Linked DNA regions of Mus musculus: regions 1, 3 and 4 are each linked to region 2. The links are chromatin contacts, called in public HiChIP or PLAC-seq maps. All regions are on one chromosome and are shown on one strand. Each heading gives the region's core, a stretch centred on a gene start, on an enhancer-like site or on the middle of the called end of the contact. The rest is flanking DNA. Distances are from core to core; before and after follow the strand shown. Region 1 overlaps Arhgap32 (Rho GTPase activating protein 32). Region 2 has its middle 47 kb from the start of Barx2. Region 3 overlaps Arhgap32 (Rho GTPase activating protein 32). Region 4 overlaps Arhgap32 (Rho GTPase activating protein 32).

Evidence for each region. HiChIP or PLAC-seq counts read pairs in DNA pulled down with a chosen protein or histone mark.
Region 1: a contact with region 2 is called in an H3K27ac HiChIP or PLAC-seq map of embryonic stem cells, with 19 read pairs. The contact joins two enhancer-like sites. A contact is called at or near these places in 1 of 484 Hi-C or Micro-C datasets (nephron progenitors), 10 of 115 datasets of contacts at active chromatin or transcription factors (embryonic stem cells, epiblast stem cells, extraembryonic endoderm stem cells and 2 more) and 3 of 9 other capture datasets (embryonic stem cells, liver and pancreatic islet).
Region 3: an H3K27ac HiChIP or PLAC-seq map of embryonic stem cells shows a contact between it and region 2, with 2.4 times the contacts expected there. The contact joins two enhancer-like sites. A contact is called at or near these places in 1 of 484 Hi-C or Micro-C datasets (stem cell-derived motor neurons) and 8 of 115 datasets of contacts at active chromatin or transcription factors (embryonic stem cells, epiblast stem cells and kidney).
Region 4: a contact with region 2 is called in an H3K27ac HiChIP or PLAC-seq map of embryonic stem cells, with 3 times the contacts expected there. The contact joins two enhancer-like sites. A contact is called at or near these places in 5 of 484 Hi-C or Micro-C datasets (the 4T1 cell line, the HPC-5 cell line, embryonic stem cells and 1 more), 13 of 115 datasets of contacts at active chromatin or transcription factors (bone marrow-derived macrophages and embryonic stem cells) and 3 of 9 other capture datasets (adipose tissue, embryonic stem cells and liver).

The regions. Positions count from the first base shown.
Region 1 is chr9:32,214,496-32,217,195 of GRCm38.p6, forward strand. The region is part of intron 11 of Arhgap32 (Rho GTPase activating protein 32); the gene reads left to right. Among named protein-coding and RNA genes, the nearest start is that of Kcnj5, 130 kb to the right of the region's middle. Within about 2 kb of position 1,371, at least 13 of the 459 cell types and tissues checked have an H3K27ac peak or open chromatin away from gene starts, as enhancers often do. A contact at or near this core is called in embryonic stem cells, where this site is marked.
Region 2 is chr9:31,959,245-31,961,944 of GRCm38.p6, forward strand. No RefSeq gene overlaps it. Among named protein-coding and RNA genes, the nearest start is that of Barx2, 47 kb to the left of the region's middle. Within about 2 kb of position 1,442, at least 9 of the 459 cell types and tissues checked have an H3K27ac peak or open chromatin away from gene starts, as enhancers often do. A contact at or near this core is called in embryonic stem cells, where this site is marked.
Region 3 is chr9:32,095,002-32,097,701 of GRCm38.p6, forward strand. The region is part of intron 1 of Arhgap32 (Rho GTPase activating protein 32); the gene reads left to right. Among named protein-coding and RNA genes, the nearest start is that of Arhgap32, 64 kb to the left of the region's middle. Within about 2 kb of position 1,255, at least 34 of the 459 cell types and tissues checked have an H3K27ac peak or open chromatin away from gene starts, as enhancers often do. A contact at or near this core is called in embryonic stem cells, where this site is marked.
Region 4 is chr9:32,135,487-32,138,186 of GRCm38.p6, forward strand. The region is part of intron 2 of Arhgap32 (Rho GTPase activating protein 32); the gene reads left to right. Among named protein-coding and RNA genes, the nearest start is that of Arhgap32, 100 kb to the left of the region's middle. Within about 2 kb of position 1,380, at least 19 of the 459 cell types and tissues checked have an H3K27ac peak or open chromatin away from gene starts, as enhancers often do. A contact at or near this core is called in embryonic stem cells, where this site is marked.

The sequences.
Region 1 (2,700 bases), core at 121-2,620, 260 kb after region 2:
CAGTGGTGAATCTTTTGAGTCCTGAGATTTGGGGAGGGGGGAGGGTCGTGGTGGAGGAGAGGATCTCTTTTCCTTTTCAATATCATCGATTGTTGTGGATCTTTTAAAGTTGTTTTTAATCTCTTAATTTTTGTGGGTTGTATGTTTCTTAGGTTTTTTTCATTTATATTTTCTATTTGTTTCAGAATATGATTTCAATTTTTTTTCCAAGACAGGGTTTCTCTGTGTATTCCTGTCTGTTCTAGAACTCACTTAGACCAGGCTGGCCTCGAGCTTAGAAATCCACCTGCCTCTGCCTCCCGAGTGTTGGGATTAAAGGCGTGCGCCACCACGCCCAGCCCAATCTGAATTTTATTGGAATTTGATGTACCTTTTTTTAATGTTTAATTTTGTTATTTTGGGTATTCTGGCTTTTGACTTTAGATAAGGTGTTATCACTCTTTTCCCCTCCCAGCCCCTCAAAGAGACAACTCTTTGGTTCATGTCTTCTTTATCTTGTTAGTCTCTTAGTCACCATTTCATTATTTTTCCCTTTTGGTGTTTATTATTTCTCTCCTTCTGCTGTTTTGTATTGGTCTTGATTTTTCTATGGCTTTAAAGTACATCATTATGTTGTTTATTTAAGCTCTGTGGATTTTTAATCTAAGGATCCATTCTGTAAACCTTCATTTTTTTCTGTTTTTGTTGCGTCTCAGAGGTTCATTTTCACTTAGCAATATTTTTGTATTCTCCCTGACTTCTTTAATGTCCATTGGTCATTCAAGAATACGTTGTTCAATATTTCAATTATTTATGTAGTTTGAGTTTTTATAGAAAATAGATAGTTGATATTAATACTAGTTGTATTGCACTGAAATCTCAACTTGATTATATTTATTAAGACTGGTCACATGACCTAGAATGTGGTCCACTTTAGAGACTGTTAATTGAGCCTTAGAGGGGAGTATATATTCTGTAATTTTTGGATAGAAGATTCTCTGTTATGTCCATTTCATGTATGGTGCAGTTTAACTTTGAGGTGTATTTGTTGATGTTCAATCTGGTGTACTTATTGCTATGAGTGGGGTACTGAAACTGCCCATCATATTGTCTTAGAGCACATCTATCCTGTCTGCCAGTATTTGTTAATGACATTGGGAACTCTAACATTTGGTATACATATACTGACAGCTGTTATCTTTGTTTTTCTCTTTGTTATTAACTAGTGGCCTTTTAATATCTTCTATTGCTTTGGGTTTGTAATCTACTTGATAACTTCGGATGAGCCTGTTTCCTTGGTCTCCTGCTGTGACCAGCCAGGTGTACTGTTAGGCATCCTTTTGCTCTGTGTACTGTTGCCACGGACGTTGTAGGAGCAATCTTCTAGTTGGGCCTTTAAAAAAATCCCATCAGGTAGCTATTGTCTTTCAAATAGAGAGCTAAGACCATCTACAGTTAAGGTTCTTGCTGAATCCTGTAATTTTTGTGGCTACTTTTTCTCCTTGGTTAGACTGTCATTTCTTTTTAATTATTTACTGCAGTGTTGGCTTGTTGGTCATGAATTGCTTTACTATATGCCCTTATTTTCTAGCCAATTTAAGAATACAACTTTGCTAGACACAGCAATGTGTAGTGAGTATTTATTCTTGAGGCTTAATTCCTAGCACCACTCAGAGAGGAGCAAAGGGCCATTGTAACAGCAGCAGCAGGATGCCAAGCAAGATTCGGAAGGATTCTCAAAGTCAGCTGCTCTGTGTGGCAGCAGCATGACTTAGCAGCTTTTACTTATTATTTTTTCTTGATGGTTTTCTTTGGTGGACTCTACCAGTACACATTGAATGGAAGTCGAAAGCATGCATACCCTTGTTTTATTTACAGTCTTAGGGGGATGATTTCAGTCTTTGGCCATTGGGGAAATTGTTATTTGTGTGCAGTTTCATTGATGTTTATTATCAGACCAAGGGACTTTTCCTCTAGTTCCGTTTTGTTCAACGTTGTAAAAGTAGTTGCCAGATTTTTAGGAAAGCCAAGTTATTCAGGTGATTGTGGATTTTTATGAGTACAACAAAAAATGTTGTAATTTCTTTATCGTTGTTTAATCTGTCTTCTTGTGTTGGAAGCTAAAATTTTAGTAGTCATTATGTCGCAACTTGGGTAATTTCAATCAGAGGTGTTCTTAAAACCCTGGTTTTAAAAACGTAATTTAACAGTGGCATTAAAATGATCTGTATTAATAACATATTTCATGTTTTCAAGGAAATGTAATGCTTCTCATAATAGTAATCTCAGAAGCCGTTGCAGTGGAGAAAGTTAATCACCTGGAGAAAGGTTTACGTTCATAGAAGTGCAAGTCATTTTAGATCATTAGGAGACAGACAAGTATACCTTCAACAGCTAATGGCTTATCTTTTAGAACAACTCAGAGTTGGCCTAAGGAAAAGTGCATTCCTAATACAGATTGAAAGAGCTGATGCACATTCAATCAGCCTTGGGCTTGTTTCACACTTTAAAACTGTCTTTGCCTACAGTATAAACAACTCGAATGTTCTATTTATTTTTAACATTGCCATCTGTCACTGTAGGATGCCAAATCGGAAAGATGCATCTATAGTTTGAGTCTGAAAACTTAAAGCTCCCTATATTATTATTCAACAAGGGCAATGGGAATTTTTTCCCCTTTAAAGCTGTTTTTTTTTTAATGTTCTTATTGTGTTCAATAAC
Region 2 (2,700 bases), core at 192-2,691:
TTAGCTAGATAATTACTCTTAATGGATATGCATGTAAACATTCTCTGTTGTAAACTTCTTATTCAATTTATGTTTGAACTTCTAGTGAACTTTTGTTGAAAAAGGGATGCTTGGAAAAGCCATGTGATCCACTTTCCTAGGAAAGGTACAAAAGACTGGGAAAGATCACATTGGAAGATATAACATTGGAGAGATAGCAATGGGAACGTAACACTGGGAATAAAGGCTTTGGGAGTAAGGCATTGGGAGCAGAGCAGTTCATCAGAGCAGGAGGAGACAGCAAGATTAGAAGGAGAATGCAGAGTGGAATAACTTAGAAAATATAAGGCAACTTAAAAAATTGAGAGAGCAATGTGCAGAATGCAGAGGAAAAGAGGAAAAAAGAAGAAGCTGCAGAGAGAGCAGAAGGAGCAGGCAGGCTTCTCCTTACCATGGGACAGAACAGGTCTTTTCTTAATAACAAGGCTAAAGAGAACAAAGCTTTCTTCTTACAGACTTGGTTTTAATTCATGTAGCAATAAAAGGATAGAAGCTTTTTCTTTCTGTATGCATTAAAGATTGGAGCTCATTTTTCATCCAGAATGAGTGAGTTCTTTCTGCACTGGCGCTTGGTCTTTTGCTCCATACACATATGTAAGTATGGATGTATGTGTGTGTGAGTATGTAATTATGAGATAGTAGGAAAGTTGTGCCCAACTGATTTGAATGAAAATTTATTAATATGTGTGCATTAATTTGCATATGGATTTTTGTACGTTTAATCCATATTTGCTTGTGTAAAAGTTTTTCCTTCTGTGAGTGTGATTCTCTTCTCCTGGTTCAATAGAAGTTTATTGCTCCAAACTTCCCCTAGCCCAACAAATGAGAGGCATCTGGACAAAAGGGAAAAGGTTCTAGCAATTAAACCTTTACTTAATCCCCTACTGTTTTATGGTGAGGTGCTAATGCCAGAGACTGCAGTTTCTGGCCCAAAGAGAACTCAAAGAGGTCAGCTATCACACCAAAGTGATTTAGACTTAAGATAGGTACATGTTTTATTATTAAACAGCAACTCTATCTCAAAACAAACAAACAAAACAAGTCTTGCCCACGCCTATGCTCATCCCTGTCCTCTTACCTTCAAGAGAGAGCCAAGAGAGAAGAAGAGCCGGGTATGGACCACAGCATTACGGATAGGCCCCATGCTCAGCAATAGATCACTATAGCCTCCAGCGGCCATGGAGAACTGGATCTACCTGAAAGGGGAGCTGGAAATGAAAAGGAGTGCAAGAGAAGGATGAAGCTAAGACACAAGTTCTCATCAAGGCACAAAGCTTAATTCTGCAGCTATAAAGGGAAAACCCACAAAACCCATCCTTTGTTTCAGCTGGATTATGTTGCAAAGCAAGCTCAGGGGCAGTCTATTCTTCTAAGTTCCTATAGGAGGTTGCAGGTGCAGCAAAGCAGATGACTCCACCTGGGTCCCATTGTGGCAAGCACTCAAGGTCTGTTTAGCTTGGCTCGAGGCTGGGGGAAGGGCACAGATCACCCACACAAAATGAATGCAGCAGGATCTTTTGGGGGTTCTTTGTCTCCGAATGTTAAGTCAGGGCAAGTGTTTGTTTTAATTTTTCTACCTTATAGGTCCTTTCATGTATACATTAGGGCTTCTGGTTTGGGACTGCTATGAGTGTGTATACATGGTGTCTGTGCATTGATATATATTTCTTCCCCCCCCCCTTTTTTTTTGAAACAGGGTTTCTCTGTGTAGCCCTGGCTATCCTGGAACTCACTCTGTATACGAGGCAGGCCTTGAACTCACAGAGATCTGCCTTCCTCTGCCTCCTAAGTGCTGAGATTAAAGGCGTGCGCTGCCACTGCCCAGGTTGATACATATTTCTTGTGCTTCTTTCTTTGGATCTTTTTCTTCTTTGGTTGTTTTGTCATATTTTGATTTTTTTTTTTTGTTATTGGTTTATCTTATTTCATTTTATTATTATTACTTAGATTCCTGTTTGTTTTCTAAGGAGAGAAAAAGGGATGTAGATTCAGATGGGAAGGGAAGGAAGGAGGAACTGGGGGGTGGGGGGGAATTTTGCTAGAATACATTGTATTAAAAAACTACTTTCATTGAACAAAAAGAAAAAAGAGATTATTGAGCAGGTAGCAATACACAACGGAGGCCAAAGTGAACATCACTTAAAGGAAAGTAGGAAGCAAAGAAGTCTTCACTCTGAGTTTTGCATCCACAATTGTATTTTCGTCATAGATCGCAACAAGCAGCCATGCCCAGCTCTCCACACAAACTATTAGTAGAGAAAGAACCCTTTAACGTTTCCTAGAAATAATCCTAAGAGCACATGAAGAAACAGCAGCTCATGAGAATCTTGTACCAAAGGCAAAGCGTGGTTCAAACACATCCAGCTCCATTTAATCATCCTAACATGTGAGGAGATCGTTCCAAAGCTCCTTCCTTTTGATTATCAGAATATTACAACCACAGAATCAGAGGACATTGGAATTTTCACCAGAAGTCTCTTGCTGGGAGAAGCAAAAGGCGGATGCAGCCAGAGGACGAGTCCGACTCCCTGAAAGAGACTTCACAGTTCTGTCAACATGTCAGAGTGCCCGCAGGAGAGACTAGACCCAAGACAAGGATGAGTCAGTAGGCATGGCTGGACCTTGACCAGGTCTGTGTACTTGTGTATAATTTATCTAGTG
Region 3 (2,700 bases), core at 5-2,504, 140 kb after region 2:
GAAGCAACAGTTTCAAAGCCTTTTAGTTTTAATAGGATTTTAAGAGGGAACAAAATTCAAACGTGTTTTCAGCTTACCTTCTTCATGTAGAGTTCTCATTCACTGACTGACTGCCTCCCTCTTTTGAAATAGCATCTCATTGTAGCTCAGTATGGCCTCCTGAGTCCTGTAATTAGAGACACACATTGCCATGCTCACTTCTGAATTTTTCTTGCTCAAGTTTGGAATTTATTGTTGACATTGAAAGTCATGTTATACTTATTAAAAGTTTATGTGATGATTATATCAGAAAATTCAATCTCTGAAATAAGAATTTGTGGTTTTTACACAGCTCACTGCTTGGTGTGTGTGTTTGTGGGGGACAATGCAAAATTTTAATTTTCTTTATATCATGTTGTTGAAGAAATTATGCAGTTTCTAAATCATACTGCTTTTATTTTTATTCCTTGTATGCCTTCTCTCTCTGATAATTAGGATGCATCTAATCTTCAGAGTGCCTGGTCTTGCCCTCATGGCCTCAAGGTAGCCACGCACTTAGGGCATGTAGTTGTCCTCTGCTTGCCCTTGGAGAACCCAGTTTAGTTGTGAGTCTCAGAGTTTAAAAACTACCTTGAGTAAATCTACTGTGTCCTTCCACCTTGAGAACCGCTCCCCCTGTAGGCATCTCAGTTTTATTTGTAAGATAGTTACCTTTGCAAATTCTCCACAGAGCCAGACTTAAACTTTAACTTGTAAAGGAATCAGTCATCAGGAAGTTGTTTGTCATGCAGATTTCCGAGCCCTAAAGTCTAGGTCTAGAGTTAGCCAAGGACCTTGTGATTTTAGTGATCCTTGGGTACTGGGTAAGTATCGCATTGAGCCAGACTTCATTCTGGAAGGTGGCAGGTTCCTGTTGAGAAAAGTCTGACTAAGGCAAGGTAATATTTAGAGGTCTCCCCTGTTTCCTAGTTACCAGTTTTTTTAAAAATCTAAGTTATTGATTATTTTAAAAGAGGAGCTGTTGGAGAAATAGATTATTTTTGCCATTTCTATTGAAAGCAAAGTGGTTGAGTTGGAAAGATTGGAGGTGGGTGTAATTATAGTTCTCCTAGAATTCAGTTTTTATTTGGTATCTGTAGTAGGCTCTCTTGGGGCCAGAGAGTACCTTTACATCTTGCTAATTGGTACTTTGACTCAATGCCTTCCTCTGTTGTCCTGCGCTGCCTTTGCAAAGGACACCCTCAGGCTCAGCCTCCTGCCCTTAGCGCATACTTTATGCTCCTCACTGGCTCATGAGGCTGGTTTCTCTGACCTTAACAGGTATTAGGAGTCATATTTGCACTTTCCTGCAGAAAGCCGTGCCAGTTTTAGTGGTAAACCCAAAAGTGAGGCTTTTGTTTTGTCCAGAAGTGAAAATGACGTGTTGTTCTTGTTGCACTGTTTGTAGACTGAGTTTCCTACCTTCTCCTTTGCTCACAAAGCTTATTCCTATGTTTTCCTCTCAATTATGTTTTTCCTTGCTCCCACGCCACACGCAGACACTTCCTTTCTCTTGCCTTAAAACTCAGTCCCAGTGTTATCTGGTTTGCTTTGACTGCTCTGTGTTCTCCTGGACACAGCAAGTGGTGAGCGAACACTGTAGAGGGATTGAGCCGAAGTGTCTCAGTCAAGGATACGATACTCCGGTTTTAAAAGTTAATAGAGTTCCAGAGCCTGTTCCAAATACAGGAAGAGCATACTCATTGTTCCATGGCCAGGCCTGTCAGGTCTAGTTTTCTTAAGCAGTTTATGCAAGTCCTGTATCTGTGGGACCTTCCTTTTCCTGGTAACTAATTCCTTGTCCTTGTTTGCTCATGAGCTCGAGGGTGAATTGATGTGACTGAACACAGGGTCGCCAGGATTTAGGTTTTTCCTTAGCAAAGAGTTATCGAGGTAGTCTTCTGTTGAAGCCTAAAAGGCTAAATTATGCAAAATGAGGTTGAACATTGTATATGTTAATGATTAATACAAATGTTAATCTTCAGATTTTAGGGTGTTTTTAGTTGTACATAAGCTCTGCTTATATCTATTTTTTACTGCAGGGATCTCAATATTAATTATTATGTGGTCAAAAGTAGAGCTGTGGTCTGATTTGTTAAAGCTTGAGGCTAGGAGCCTTATTGCTTACTTTCATAATTAAAATGCTAATGCTATTAAAGTGATTACAACATTAGAAAAACTTTGAATGTTGCTGGAAAAATAATTATTTCTAGGCCAGAAAAGTATTTCCAGGCAGCCTGAGAGCTGGTTTGAGAATGTGGTTCTCACGGTGCGTGTCTAAACTCTGCTGTGCTGCTGGTGTGACGTGGGCATGGCAGAGCAGATCACAGGGAAGCCAGAACATAGGCTTAACCTTCTGTTTACCACGGGTGAGAGGAGGGGTTCTGCACATAGAACCTAAAAATGCCATATCCTTACCTCACTCAGAACAAGGACTCTTGGAGGAGATAGGCTCAGTAAAATCCTGTGGGAACATCATGGGCAAAGTATGAAAAATTAAATTTTGTGTATCTTCCTGTACCCATATAGCTGAAGCTCGTATCTGTTTCTCATGAGGAAAAGTATAGCTTCCAAAATGAAGCTTTTTCTTTTTAAAACTAATGCTCCAGCTAGAAGAGGAGAAGAAAAAGTTAAAATTTCAGCTATCAAGTTCTTGAGAGAGAAATCTGAATTAGAAACCTA
Region 4 (2,700 bases), core at 130-2,629, 180 kb after region 2:
CAAGCCTTGAGCTTGATCCCCAGGACCACAGAAACCAGGTATGGAGACTCCCACATGTAGTCCCAGCATTCCCAAGGTGGAGGCAGGAGGATCAGAGGTTCAAGGTCATCATAAGCTGTGTAGCAAGTTAGAGACCAACCTGAGTTACCCAAGATCCCATGTCAAAAGACAAAGTGGGGGCTAGAGAGAGGCTTAGTGATTAAGAGCACTTACTGTTTTTCCAGAGGACCTGAATTTAGTTCCCAACATCTACGTAGAGGTTCCAAACTGTCTGTAAGTCCAATTCCAGGGAATCTTACACTCATTTTCGACTTCAGAAGGCAACAGGCATGTACATTGTGCATAGACATACGTTAAGGCTAAAACACTCATCCACTTAAAAATAAATAAATCTAAAACTTTAAAACAAAAGAAACTTAAAATGCAGAGATGAACTATAAGCCAGTATTTTAGTAACCTATCTCTAGAACTTCACGTTCACTTTAAATACTGAGTAAAAATAAAGTTTGCACTGTTTTCTCTCAACAACTACTCAAAGGAAATACTACTTTGAAAAAAAAAAAATCAGAGAAAACTGTTGCAGTAAATCTCCTCCCAAATAAGCCCAGGCAATGAAAACACAGCACAGTTAATATGATTACATACTGCGCATCTAGATTAGGCAGATCTACTGCTACACTATCCTCTTCCATAGCTTATAAGACACCCCCCCCCCCCCAGAACTTGCAGTTTCTCCAGGCCATGTGCTTCTGCTCTGCAATTTCTTCTTCTTTCTCCTCCTCTTCATCCTCTCCTCTTCCACTTTCTCCTTCCTCTCTCCCTCCCACCTTCTACTCCTCCTTCCCTTCTATCTGCCCAATCATCAGCTCTCCTTTATTTTACAAATTAAGGTGGGAAGCAGGTTTACTGGACATCACCTGAGTGCTGACTCATTCCTTGTTCACAACCACTCACAGGAGAAAGAAATGAACATCAAATATAATTAGCTCCAGGGCTAGCCACAACAGAAAACCTTTCAGAAATCTTCTCTAAAACAGTTCCACTTAATTAGTTTTTGAGTTCATAAGAAATAAATGGGTTTAAGATTTATAAAATTTATAAACTGTTGAATTTAAGGAATTTTATATAAAGACACTTTAAAAATCAAAGCAATAGTAAACTCTAAATTAGCACTTGTCACATAATTTTGAGGACCTGAGTTGGATCTGTGCACCCACATTAAAATCTGGGTGTAGTCCTGCTTGCTGTAATCCAAGCTGCTGAGGCTGGGAACCTGACTGCCGGCACAGGGAAGAAGGCACTTAAGAGACACAAGGAACTAAAGTGTGGGATTCAGTGAGGCTGTGCTTCTGTGGAGATGACCCAGAGCACTGATACATTGTATCAAGCCTGGCCAGGGTTTGCTAATCTCAGTAAGGGCTCTGCAGGCGAACAGGGTCGGGAGGATGTAGGCAGCCATCCCGGAAGAGGACGCTTCTGCAGGATCCGTTTGCACATAGGGTTTTAGCTAAGGTCACATTCACACTCTGGCCAGTGGATGTCCTTTCCATACCTAGAATCTGACACATCAGTGCCCTTTTCCCAGCCACGCTCATGTCAGTACGCACTCAATCAGGACTTCCTCCACTCTCCACACCCAGCACTTGGGAGGCAGAAAAAGGCTGGTTTTATTAACACCGGTCTAGCTAAATAGATGAGCTCTGGGTTCAGTGAGAGAGGAGGAGGTCCTGAGGAGGACCCCTGATGTGATCTTCTGCCTCTATACATGGGCACACGTGCGCTGCACAGATGTGCACAGGCACAGGCACATACATGGAACCCTTCTCACAAAATTAAAAATCTAATCTAGACATAGTGCCTACAGTCTCAGCAATTTAGGAAACTGAGAAGTTTGCTTGAGTCTAGAATTTGGGGGACAGCCTAGGCAACATAGTAAGGCCCTACCCCCACTTCTTTAAACAAGGTGAAACAAAACCAGTGAGCTAAACAAACAAACAAACAAATATACAGAAATAGAAACTTTCTAAATTACTAAAAATAAATTATTTGTAATTAGCATTGAGATTATTTAGTAATTGCATCATTAGGGTCTTTTAAACGCTAACATAAAACACCTGATGTGTGTGGTGTGTGTGTGTGTGTGTGTGTGTGTGTGTGTGTGTGGTGGAGGAGGTTTTTTTGTTTGTTTTTTTCCTCAAGTTTTGGACAAAATCCACCCTGACCATCACACCTAAGGTGTCTTTAGTATTGTAATGGTTTTGTTATTCACTTTAGGTTCACTTTAGGTTTGTTATTCACTTTAGGTTAGAGAAACAGTGTGTGAGCATCCGTAGTTTTAAGAACAGATGCTTCAGAGCACTGGGAACCGAAGGCTGTTGGGTTTAATAGTGCAGCGTGGAGCTCACCAAGCGGCAGTGTGAATTTTGATGAGCATGCTATTTTAATGCTTTCTGTTATGAATGGTTTTCACTTCAGTTTTCTTTTCAGTCATTAAAATTAACATGCGGTCAGAAGCTCGCTAGAAGCAGGTCAGTTCATGTTGGAGCAAATGAAATTATTGATAAGAAAACCAATGGTTCGTCTATAAATACCTATGTTAACATCTATATCTCCAAAAACAAGATACAATTTCATTTTCTAAAATATCACAGTTTTTAAAAGGAGAACAGTCAGTGTGTGTAGTATTGTCAGCTCTGCCCG